Regions from separate parts of the Mus musculus genome. Here all the other regions are linked to region 2. A link is a contact called in public HiChIP or PLAC-seq data. All regions are on one chromosome and are shown on one strand. Each heading gives the region's core, a stretch centred on a gene start, on an enhancer-like site or on the middle of the called end of the contact. The rest is flanking DNA. Distances are from core to core; before and after follow the strand shown.

Evidence for each region. HiChIP or PLAC-seq counts read pairs in DNA pulled down with a chosen protein or histone mark.
Region 1: an H3K4me3 HiChIP or PLAC-seq map of embryonic forebrain shows a contact between it and region 2, with 5 times the contacts expected there. The contact joins the enhancer-like site here to the promoter of Evx2 in region 2. A contact is called at or near these places in 6 of 39 promoter capture datasets (the 3T3-L1 cell line, 3T3-L1-derived adipocytes, HPC-7-derived erythroid cells and 3 more), 1 of 15 datasets of contacts at CTCF or cohesin (pro-B cells), 3 of 484 Hi-C or Micro-C datasets (uterus and ventricular fibroblasts), 8 of 115 datasets of contacts at active chromatin or transcription factors (craniofacial prominence, embryonic forebrain, embryonic hindbrain and 5 more) and 2 of 9 other capture datasets (embryonic stem cells and embryonic tail).
Region 3: an H3K4me3 HiChIP or PLAC-seq map of embryonic limb bud shows a contact between it and region 2, with 6 times the contacts expected there. The contact joins the enhancer-like site here to the promoter of Evx2 in region 2. A contact is called at or near these places in 10 of 39 promoter capture datasets (3T3-L1-derived adipocytes, the HPC-7 cell line, HPC-7-derived erythroid cells and 6 more), 2 of 484 Hi-C or Micro-C datasets (nephron progenitors and uterus), 8 of 115 datasets of contacts at active chromatin or transcription factors (craniofacial prominence, embryonic basal ganglia, embryonic hindbrain and 5 more) and 4 of 9 other capture datasets (embryonic stem cells, embryonic tail, embryonic trunk and 1 more).

The regions. Positions count from the first base shown.
Region 1 is chr2:74,208,081-74,211,724 of GRCm38.p6, forward strand. Gm31534 (a long non-coding RNA gene) reads left to right here. Exons shown (of 4, transcript XR_374671.3): 4 at 2,527-2,821. Among named protein-coding and RNA genes, the nearest start is that of Gm31534, 4.3 kb to the left of the region's middle. Within about 2 kb of position 2,346, at least 11 of the 459 cell types and tissues checked have an H3K27ac peak or open chromatin away from gene starts, as enhancers often do. A contact at or near this core is called in embryonic forebrain, where this site is marked.
Region 2 is chr2:74,657,500-74,660,906 of GRCm38.p6, forward strand. It overlaps Evx2 (even-skipped homeobox 2), which reads right to left and starts at 2,058. Exons shown (of 3, transcript NM_007967.3): 1 at 1,494-2,058; 2 at 268-548. The coding sequence starts at 1,920.
Region 3 is chr2:74,187,259-74,190,923 of GRCm38.p6, forward strand. No RefSeq gene overlaps it. Among named protein-coding and RNA genes, the nearest start is that of Gm31534, 17 kb to the right of the region's middle. Within about 2 kb of position 1,638, at least 7 of the 459 cell types and tissues checked have an H3K27ac peak or open chromatin away from gene starts, as enhancers often do. A contact at or near this core is called in embryonic limb bud and nephron progenitors, where this site is marked.

The DNA of each region.
Region 1 (3,644 bases), core at 1,096-3,595, 450 kb before region 2:
AGTAAAGAGAGAAGCAGATGTCAAGATTAGAGAGTTAATAGAAATTAAGGACACAAACTCTGCTTATTACTCTAATGTTTGATGTATTGTTCATAAGCATAATGAACTGAAAGATATAGCCCCGATTTCTACTGTAGAATGACCTGGCTTGAAATCATTTTCCAAACTATGTTTCCTAAGATTTCTTTCAATCCAAGAAAGAATGTCCACATAAGTTCTCATTGACCCACGGGGTGACTTTGTCTAGTAGATGTGACTAAGATGTGACATACCATTATTGTAGCGTCTTAGTCCTTTACAGACAATTGGATTCTATCTCAGGACACGTGAACCGAGGACACTGGGGCATGTAGTGTAAATGTATCTACGAATCTCTCACCTATCATTTTAGCATGATTTTAAAATAGTCTTAGATCTTTGTGACAGAGAAAACTCTGGGACATTTTATAAAGTCAGTGGATATAATCAATATCATTCTGGGTACTACAAGAAAACCAAACCTTTGCAATTGCTCATTTTAAAAAACAATATCAGCCCAACCATCTGTTCCCCAAAGCCTCCATTCAAGTGCTCGGTGATCTCATGCTGCCAAATCCTTACTCTTCCCTGAACCAAAAACAGACGCTCAGACTTTCTGAAAGAGAATGTTGAAATAATTCTAAAAGCCCTAGATCAATATCTTTTCACAAACTTTAACATTTATAAGCATTTTAATTTATTTCCCAACAAAAATTATGGCTTACCCACCTTGAAAATATGCATTATGTTCTTAGCACAACTGCATACAGTGGCCTCTTAAAGGGATATAACAATTTTCAACAAAGCCTGTTATGCATATAACATTTAATTCTGATGCTACTTACCATTCATTTATTTATATTTAAGCATCAGAATCATATGTCATGGTAAGTTTCAATAATTCTTTGCTTTAGAAAGTCAATAATGACTTTAGCATGCTCATTGACTTTTTTTTTTGTTTAAATTCCTAATTTAAACTACCCTAACATTTTTTTTCTTAATTAAAAGTAGCATTTTGTTTTGTTTTGTTTTGTTTTACTTTAAACAAAAATTCCCTTTCCAGGTAAAAAGTTGACTGCTAGTCTTTGGTCTGGAGGTAAATTTTACAGCTCTTTTAAACCCATGGACGTGGGTTTCATATTAGAAGTGCTGACACAGCCTTACCCACTAGGTATCGGCATGAACCATATCGCTGTAATAAGCAGTTATTATGTATGTGTAAAAATAATGAGAGGCCATGTCTGAAGAGAGTTAATGTAAAATGCTAAGCAATTATAGTTGGTTACACAGTACAGGTTAATATTCCTTCATATAGCAGGACTGGGTTTTTTTTTTCTTTTGTCCTCCAAAACTAATGAAAAATTTGAGACCTGACTGTAATGATAAGCAGAGATTCACACGTCCTTTGTGTCAAGGCTGTTGCATTAATGCTCTCCCTTCATATAACATTTTGCATAGCCTAAAGCATCTATTAAAATCCTTTGTAAAATTCATGAAACAAAAGTGGTGGGTTGAGTCTAGGGGGAGAGAAAGTAAGCTGCTTATTAGCAAAAAGTCAAAAACACAGAGCCAATTACAGATCTGCACATGGAGGGCTAAGGAACAGCACAGGGAGTAATTCTTTCTTCAGCCCAATGGGCTCAAGCCAGGGGCAGGCCGGATGGAGATAGAGCAACACTGTGAGCGGTAATTAAACAGAAATGTTTGGAGTTAGGAAACATCTCTGTCACAACAGAAGAAAATACTCAACTGAAAAAACTGGTCTGGTCTCACCAAGATGCTAAATTGGAAGGATTTAGGGGTTGCTCCCTAAAGGAGAGACTGGGAGTAGTGGAGAGGAATGGGGGGCTCAGGAGATATGTAAAGAATCCGTTTGGTATTTCAAATGCTCTAAATTAGCTTTTTAAAAAGAGAGAAAGAGAGAGGGAGAGAGAGAGAGCAAGAGAGAGAGCAGGAGAGAGACAGTGAGACTTCCTCCTGAAGCAGCAACAGAAAACTGAATAAACCACAATAAGATTGCCCTTTTTCTGTTATAAACCTGGCATTAAGCCTGTCATGTTCAATGACAGCCTACCGGGCCTCATGCTTTACCCTTTGGAATTTGAAAGATTGGCAGGTGTCATGATTTCCTTAACATAAAAGACCTTGCAGATAATGTGCGCTGTGCACGCTTATTCTCTATAACGCCTCTTGTTCCGTTTGGGTCTCATCGGGTGAGCTCGCCACTCGCCACTCGGGCTGCAGGATCTGGTGCTGCCCAGAAATGGATCTGGCCTGAGGACAGTGTTTACTGCTGGAGAAGCTTGTGGTAGAGGCTGTACTTTTATGATTCTCCTTAGCAGTCTAAACATGTCCCACATTTACAATAATGAGCTGCTTTGTAGAGAGGGGCCTCTCTGAGAGCATTGTTACTTTTCTTTGAAATGTTGAATGCAAACAGAATGGCTCTCCTCTGACTTAAGGCTACAAACCGAGTCCCATTTAAACAATAATCCCCTCTCTTTGCAGCCTCCTACCAGAGCCAGATCCTTTCAGTAACTCCAAAGGGGAAAATGTGGTTAACATTAAGAGAGAGAAACAACCTCTCATGGAAAGCTGATGGCACCTCCAGTGGCACCGCACCTGTCGGCCACCACCCAACCTCACTTGAAAACAGAGTCTCTCTTCAAGAGACTGTTGCCAGAAGAGAAATCTGACATTTTCCCTCCAACCCAAACAGTTGTGGGCTGGGCACTCACCACTCAATAAAATGTTTTAAACTAAAATTTCAATAAAACTAATCTCACAGATTTTTATTTATTTTTGACAGAAAAATTAAACAAAACTAGAGACTATTGCGATAATTCCACATATATTCATCATGTGCCTTGAACAAACACCATGCTCACAGTCTAGAGTCATGAGCGTCTGCTGCGCAGATGTGCAGGTGGGAAGAAAACCCTTGCTGCCATTTAGGTCATCGCACATGTAAACATTGCAGTGGCTAGCTCCAAACCATAATACTTTGGCTGTTTTTGTTTGTTTGTTTGTTTGTTTGTTCTTAATAACTCAAGGAAAGATTTTGAGCTTCAGAACTTTGGTGGCTTCTCCCCATAAGCTGCAGTCAGCAGAGCAATACCGTCAGCCCACATATTAGAAATGTCACAGGATTGCTTCAAGGGAGTGCGTTCTCACACGTGTCACAGAGACTTGGGAGACTGGGTTTTCCTCCCAGAGTCACACTCCTATCAGTTACAAACCTGTACTCTGGGCATTTAGATCAATGATCTATTTCAGCAGGCTTACAAAAGTACGTCTCCACACCTAGCATGTCCTAATCACTACAGCGGCACAGGAAACCAGGTAGGACCAAGCAAGGAAAGGAAGACAGAGAAAATTGATCCCCTTCTCCTCCTGGCCTCTACCCTTCTGTTGAACACTTTACGGAAATGTTGTTCAATTTTATTTCATATCGGTGCTACATATTATATATGCAGCAACTTTTTCATTTTCAACTTTGATATCACTACTGTTTATTTAATTGCCATGAAATATTTGCTACTTAGAAATAAACTATGAAGTGCTAAAACTCATTGATAAAGAATACTAAACATTGCAAAAAGAAATAGCCAGACCCCATTTAAAAA
Region 2 (3,407 bases), core at 808-3,307:
AGCCGTTGGGCAGAACTGGGCAAGGCGAAGGGCCGGGTCTGAAGCACCGACCTTGGGATTCAGGGCTCCTCGGGTGAGCCAGGCCTGTCAACCGATTACAATTCGGCACAGGAGAAGTAAATAAGCCTACTCCTTCGGTGACAAAACCCGGTGGATTTCCACACCGATTTCTCACCACCCAGAAGGGGAAAATATGGGGCGGGCGTGAGACAAATCAACCCAAGCGCCCCGAGGGAGGTCTGAGCGGGCATGCGCTGGAATAGATACCTTGATGGTGGTTTCGGGCAGGTTGAGTGCAGCGGCCAGCTCGCACCGGCGGGGCCGAGACACGTAGTTCTCCCTGTAGAACTCTTTCTCCAGGCGCGCGATCTGTTCGCGGGTGAATGCCGTACGGTATCGCCGCACCTGATCGGCGCCGGAACCGGAGCCAGAGCCGCCCAACGCCGCAGCCCCGCTATTGCCGCCGCCGCCGCCTCCATGCAGACTACCGAGGCCCGAGCCGGAAGCCGACGTCGTGGTGCCCGCGACGGAGCCGCTCTCCGTGTACCCTAGCAAACAAACAGTTCACAGCTCATGAGTAGTTGTAGGGACCGAGAACCCTGAGTTGGGGTTGCTAGCTGGTGGCAAAAGAGGCTTTGAGAAGGAAAGTCGCTGTCAAAATTGATGGGATCTGTCAGGCTTACAAATTGCTGCCGTTAATGAAATCAATGAAGTTTGGGGAGCCCTTCCTAACCAAATAATAGAAACAGAATTTGAAAAGGTTGTTCTTTTTCCAATAATTAGAAAATTACCACTCGGTAGGAAAATTTGCTGGGGAAGAATGCCTACCTTGGAACCAGTTTAAGAAGCTGTGGGTTTGACAGTCTAGGAACCATAGGGCAGCTCTTTATGCGGCTTCCAATCTTTCTTTGACAGCCTTTGGGGTTAAAATATCTTAGGATTTTCAAAGCATTTGCAGCTCAAGCTCAAGCCAGTAAAGGGAAGGAGGCGCCCACTTTTCAAACTCTTTTCTGTCCGCTGACTTAAGCGGTTGAGCAGAGGTGCGAGGCCAGACTCTCTGTCTCAGACTTATCCAGAGGAGTGTCCCCTCTACCCGGCCCTGGGGGCTCCAGAAGCAACTGAGTTCGGAGCTCCTGTCCAGGGCACCCTTCCCAAAAAGCAACTAAGCCACCCGGGCTAGCAGCGCTGTGTCGCCTCGCCCCAGCTCTTACGCCCCAGCTCTTAGATCGGCAAGCGAAACATTTGCTTCGATTCAGGCAGGAGCCTGGGCGCTTGGGCCTGGCTCCCTAGGCTCCACAGGCCCGGGCTGTGCTGGGATGCTCAAAGAACAGAGCCAGAGGGACCAGTTTTTAGTATGCATCCCTCCCCTGCCCCTGCCAGCTCTGTGAAGCACTTTAGTTAAGAGTCAGAGACCCGCTAAGGTGTGGAAAGGGCTGGCCAGGCCCTCGAGAGAGCCCAGAGGATGAGGCTGGAGTCTGCGGGTACCCGGTTACCTTTGGCATTGTTTTCCTTGAGCGGTGCAGCGCCCAGGCCGCTGGGGGAGCGCAGTGCGGAGCAGCCCACCTCCACGTCGCTGCTCATGTCGGCCTCGGCGGCCGCTTCGGAATAATGACTAGGCTTCTTGCGGCTCTCGGTAGCGGAGGCAATTTCGGAGGAGACGGTGCTTTCGCTGCTCGGGTGCTGCAGGTTGAACAAAGTGTCTATTTCGAATTTGCCTTTGGCGGGGAGGTCTCCCAGAGCTCCGTGCAGCGGGGCGGACGGCAGGCGCGGACTGAGGCGAGCCGGGTGCTGCGAATTTTCCAGGGCCTCGAGCACAGCACCGCCAGCTGAATCGGACAAACTGGAGAACCTCTTGCCAGCAGTAGGGCTGTGGAGCCCTCTTTCCATCAGAATCATCTCTTTTCTTATTCTTTCCATCATCTCAGCTTTCTAAAAAATGTCACAGTGGCCTGGCTGTCCCGTCTTAATGATGGGCTGCGCCCAGGGCTGATTCTCATTCAGCCCCAGCAAGCGGCTCTAAATATTATTATCTCTTTTGGAGGGAGGCGGAAAAAATTGTGGGATGCCAGAGCGAGGGAATGACTGGTCAAAATGACCCATACATCCTTCCGAGTCGGAGATGTCATTCATCAAAAAGTAGCGCCCGCTCGTCATTAAGGTACGAATGACGCCGTTCGAATAATCATTTATTGTAACAGGTTTATAAGCAAATAAATACACGCTCCTGTCAGTGGGTAATGAAGGCGACTTCAGAGCAGACAAATAGATCCAGGTAGGAGACGAGAAGACACGAGAAGTGAGGAAGAAGGCTCCGGTCCTTTGCCCGCTCCCAGCCAGTTCTGCTCGCCCGGGGGTTTGGCCTCGGGGGTGAAATTGACAGTCTGATTAATAGAGCACGCCGCGGCGCATTTCCCCCTTCATTTAGGGGCATCATTACGCTCTCAGTTTGCTGGGTTGCCCCTTAGGTCCTAATCATGCAGCGCCTTCCTCATTTCTCCACGAACACAGATACGTGTTAAATAATAGATAATGCTTTGATTTTTCCAGGGTAGATTCTTGAGAAGTTTTTGTTTTGTTTTGTTTTGTTTTGTTTTGCCTTAACATTTACAAGCTGGGGGCGTAAGGGGGGCGGGTAAAGGGGAGGATACAGGAAGAGTTGCGTAAGAAGACCTCGCGCCCACTCCTGTCAGGATTACTTATCTTTCTGTTTTAAGAACCAAATATTAATAATGAGTATTTTATTTAACAAATAGAATTCTGAGTTCTTTCTCTCTCCTTACTTTTTCCTCTCAGTCTTGATTCTCCCCTCCAACACACACACACACACAGAGAGAGAGAGAGAGAGAGAGAGAGAGAGAGAGAGAGAGAGAGAGAGAGAATATATCTTGTAGACTTTTGAAAATGCTTTCTTGCTACGTGGCTGAGGAGGTACACAGGACCCGTGCCGTGCCTCCAAGTGGAAATCATTACATCTTCTCTTATTTTCTACCACTGCTTGCAGGCTAACTTCTGAACTCGAAGACCTTAGATTTTTTGTTTTATAATCCTCTGATGGATAAGCTTCTCACCCTCGCATTCTCCCTTAGGGGAAATAAACTAGACTGGAGGATCTGATAGTAGAAATTGACAGCTAACTTTAAACACAATCATGATTTACCGTACCATAGCTCCCCATCACAGAACCCACTTTTTAAAATTGCCGGCTTTCTCCCACCCTTCTCAAATAGAGGAATTCGTGGTGAAGTAACTGGGTTTTGGGGGTCAAAGTGGAGGGAATGGAATCTCCTGCTGCCTCCCTTCCTTTCCCACTTTGTTCTTCTTCCACTTCTCCATCCTCCCCCTCCTCCACCCTAGGCCCTTACCTGTGGCCCCCGGTGTTCCTGGTGCTGACTGGGGGCACAGAGAGT
Region 3 (3,665 bases), core at 388-2,887, 470 kb before region 2:
ACCAGTCCCTCCATTTCCTGCCTTGCTTCGCTTAGTTGTCTATGTATGCTATAGGCATTGGGTGAATTATGAACATGCTCTGTTTAATCTTGCCTCATTGCTTTGCTTCTTCTATCCTCATCTAATAGATTTCCTGCATCTTTGTACATGACCTGGGATGCATTTGTCTGCATGTTACAGTGGGTAGGATTTCAGTGGCAGAGATGGTTTCTCTGTGATTCTCATATTTTTCTTCCAGACGTCAAAATGGCAACCAGGACTCAATGTGCAGTACCCTTGGGTGACCATGTATAAGGCAGGAAAAGGCTCACTCAGTACATGGATATAAATCAGGGATGGTGGCACACACCTTTAACACCAGCATTCAGGAGGCAGAGGCAGGTGGATCTCTGTAACTTCAAGGCCAGCCTGGTCTCTAGAGTGAGTTCTAGGGCATTTAGGGCTATTGCACAGAAAAATCCTGTCTTGAAAAAAATCATAAATCCCAAAAGTGTCCTGGCAGAGCTCCCTTCAGTACCATTAACCATACTCAGTCAGGTCACCACAAGCTTGCCTGAAGTGTCTGTCACAGGGCAGCTCAACACTGGCAGGCTTTAGATTGAGAGGTGGGACCTTTCAGGAAAGTTCAGGGATATGGAAGGGCAGGTATTGCCAGGAGGAACCCATGGAGGTCCCACATTTTTGCCTTTAGAAATACAGTACTTTCCTCCCAAACTTCTTTTAAGGACTTTTTTTTTTTTGGAACAATTACCTAACTGCAGCAGGCAGAAGTCAAACATCCCCTAGGTTTCTGTTTGCATCCCTCAAGGCTCGAAGTAAACTCCAGCCTTTTGTGCTGTTGCCTGTGCACGTGACTTCCTTCTCATATTGAATTATGTTTAAGAGCAGGGCGTCTTGCTCAGGCATCTTTATATAACCCGTCCCATCAAGTTGACTTAAAAAATCCTGCTGTAAGAATGATATTCTGGCATTTATTACTCTCATAACATTTGTTTGCCTGGTGCTGTTTCGAGCTTGCTCTCAGTATTTGTTTTAAGTGGCTATTAGCCAACAAAGGCTGCTTCACAATGAAGGGGGGGGGGGCGGGAGATTGGGTTTCTCAGGCTCCCTGGTGACTGCCCTCAAGCCAGTCATCTGTGGGAAGTGGACCCACCCCTCACACTCCTGCCTGCATCAGGCTCCATCCCTGTGATAATAAACTACTTGTCACATCTGACCACCTTTAATATATCTCGCAAAATATTTGGGGTTCTCTGGTTAGATGGGTAAGGCTGGCCTGGTTGGAATTCTGCTGCCCGCAGGGCTAATGAGAAAAGTCCCACCAGGGGTGGCTCTCTCCTACCAGGCCCCTTCAGGGAGGGTCAGCCAGGCAGAGAGGGTGCTATATCTTCTCTCTGCTCAGGGAGACATGGTTTCAAAAATCTGGCCCCCACAGGAAAACAAATGGGAACAGGTGGGAGGGGGTGGCACTTGGACTGAGCAGACTTATTAAAAAACCAGTAATAACAATAATTTTCAAAGCATTATTTATTTGTGAGTGAAAGGATGCGGTATTTATTGGCCTGAAGTGCCAGAGGGTGGTTGCTTTCCACTGTGTTTCTGTTGTGGATCACAGCCCACCTAGAGTGTTATTTGGTAGCAACCTTCAGGCAGAGAGAGGAGAGAGAGATTCTTGGTGTGCTTGGCCTAGTGAGTGCTGGCTTGGCAGACACAACCCGTGAGAATTGTGCCTTCCCTGTTGTTTATAGACAGGAGAGAATGAACTGTGAGTGAGTGTGTGTGTGTGTGTGTGTGTGTGTGTGTGTGTGTGTGTTTGCAGGTGGGGGGGATGTAGCTGTTTGGTAAGATGAAATAAAATCAAAAAGAGTTGGGGTCATGGTTCCTATTTCCCTTTAGAATAGATGTGGTTTGTTGACAAATTCTAAGCTCCTGTGACTCAGTCAAGAGGAAATGAATTGGAAAACTTGAAATGGCTGAATTGACTCTTTGAACGTGAGGAGGTCTCAGAAAGCTGTGATTGTGTTTGCATCTCTGAAGAGCCCTCTGAAAGGTGTTGTCCTTTGAGGAGCTTCCCTTCTGAGGTGGGCAACTCCAGAACACACCGCTGTTCACAGTCCACACACTGGTTGTTCCCTGTCATCTCCAGGCCTTGCTGTGCCAGGATGGGTCCTCGTAGGAAAATGAGGATTTGATTGGTACCGTGTTTTGGCCCACTTACTAGGGCGATGCAAGGATAGGGTTTGCTGGGTAGACTCTGGGAACTTAGTTGAACCAAAGGAAACTGAGTAACTCAAGTGCACCCTGGGATGAGGCCAGTATCAGAAATGCCCCAAATATACCAATCACAGGCTGATGAATATGTATGAGCTCTGATGTAGACTACACTTGTGTCATCCAAGGGCAGACTTAGACCAGCCCTCTGAGATTGTGGTGACTTAGTTTGCAGGTGAGGTTGAGAAGGTTAAATTCTGATTTTTGAACATTTTTGTAAGATGTACGTATGTTTAAGGAGGGCAGCTAGCTGACCTCTAATTAGCTATGTAGCAAGGATAACTTTAAACTCCTGCTTTTCTTGCCTCCACTTCCAAGTATTGGAATCACAATCATGAGCTACCACACCCAACAATTATTGGACTTTAATGTACCTCAGAACCACCAGAAAGATTTGTTAAAATAAAAATTGTTGATGTTCTTTCCAGCTTATCATCCAATGGGGGTCTTGTATATTCCATGTTGAGCTAAAATACCAGTTCTTCCTGAGTCCCCAGCCTGCCAACTTCTACCCTGGAGGGACAGTGTCACCCTCCAGAGTCATCAGTTTGCCCACTTGCCCCTTGGGTCAGGTTCTCACCAAGTGATACTAACACTGCCATTCAGGGGCCATGTTTGTGAGCCACCGTGTCAGACCAGGGATACGCACAAGGCCTTCCTCACTAAGTTCTCCAAACCAGATCCTGCCACATGAAAGTCTTCTGTTTATTGAAACATGCATCTAATTTGATATGGACGGGAGATGAATAAGACATGGCTCAATTTTTTTTCAAGGATGGAAAAATCCAACGTGCAAATAAATAATGGCACTAGGGTATGATAAGTGTTCACAGAAAGTTCAGAGAAGACTAAACGAGAAAGCAACAAGGCTTTCCATGATGCAGAGAGTATCTGTAGTCTCTGTTGTAAGAAGATGTGGGCAGAAGAGGAGCTATTCAAGGGACCAAAGCTCAGAAAGAGTGCCCTGCCCTTCCTCGTGAGTGCACCTCAGCTTTTGTTTGGGCCTGGTTTCCAGCTCTGCCTCTGGCTCCATCACTCTGGTTGGTGTTTGTTCTTATTCCTGTCCTTTAATAACCGGCTCCTTTTCTGCCCGCCTGATCCCTCTCACCTGGTACACTTGGGCCAGTCCTTGAGGCAGCGGGAGGAATGCTTGCTGGACTCTTTCCTCCTCAATTGTTCTGGAGACTGAAAGAGGCTCCTGAACTTTACAACCAGTGAAAACTGTCGCCAGCTTCACAATTCTGGCCAACGTGTCTATGCTTTGAAGTCTGGTCCCTGCCTTTTACAATTCTATTTTTAAAATGTATTAAAGATGTTTAAACGTGGCAGAGACTTCCAATAAAAGCCGTGGGGCCTGAGAATCAGGATGCTGGTCTCAATTTAAAGTGCCTGTT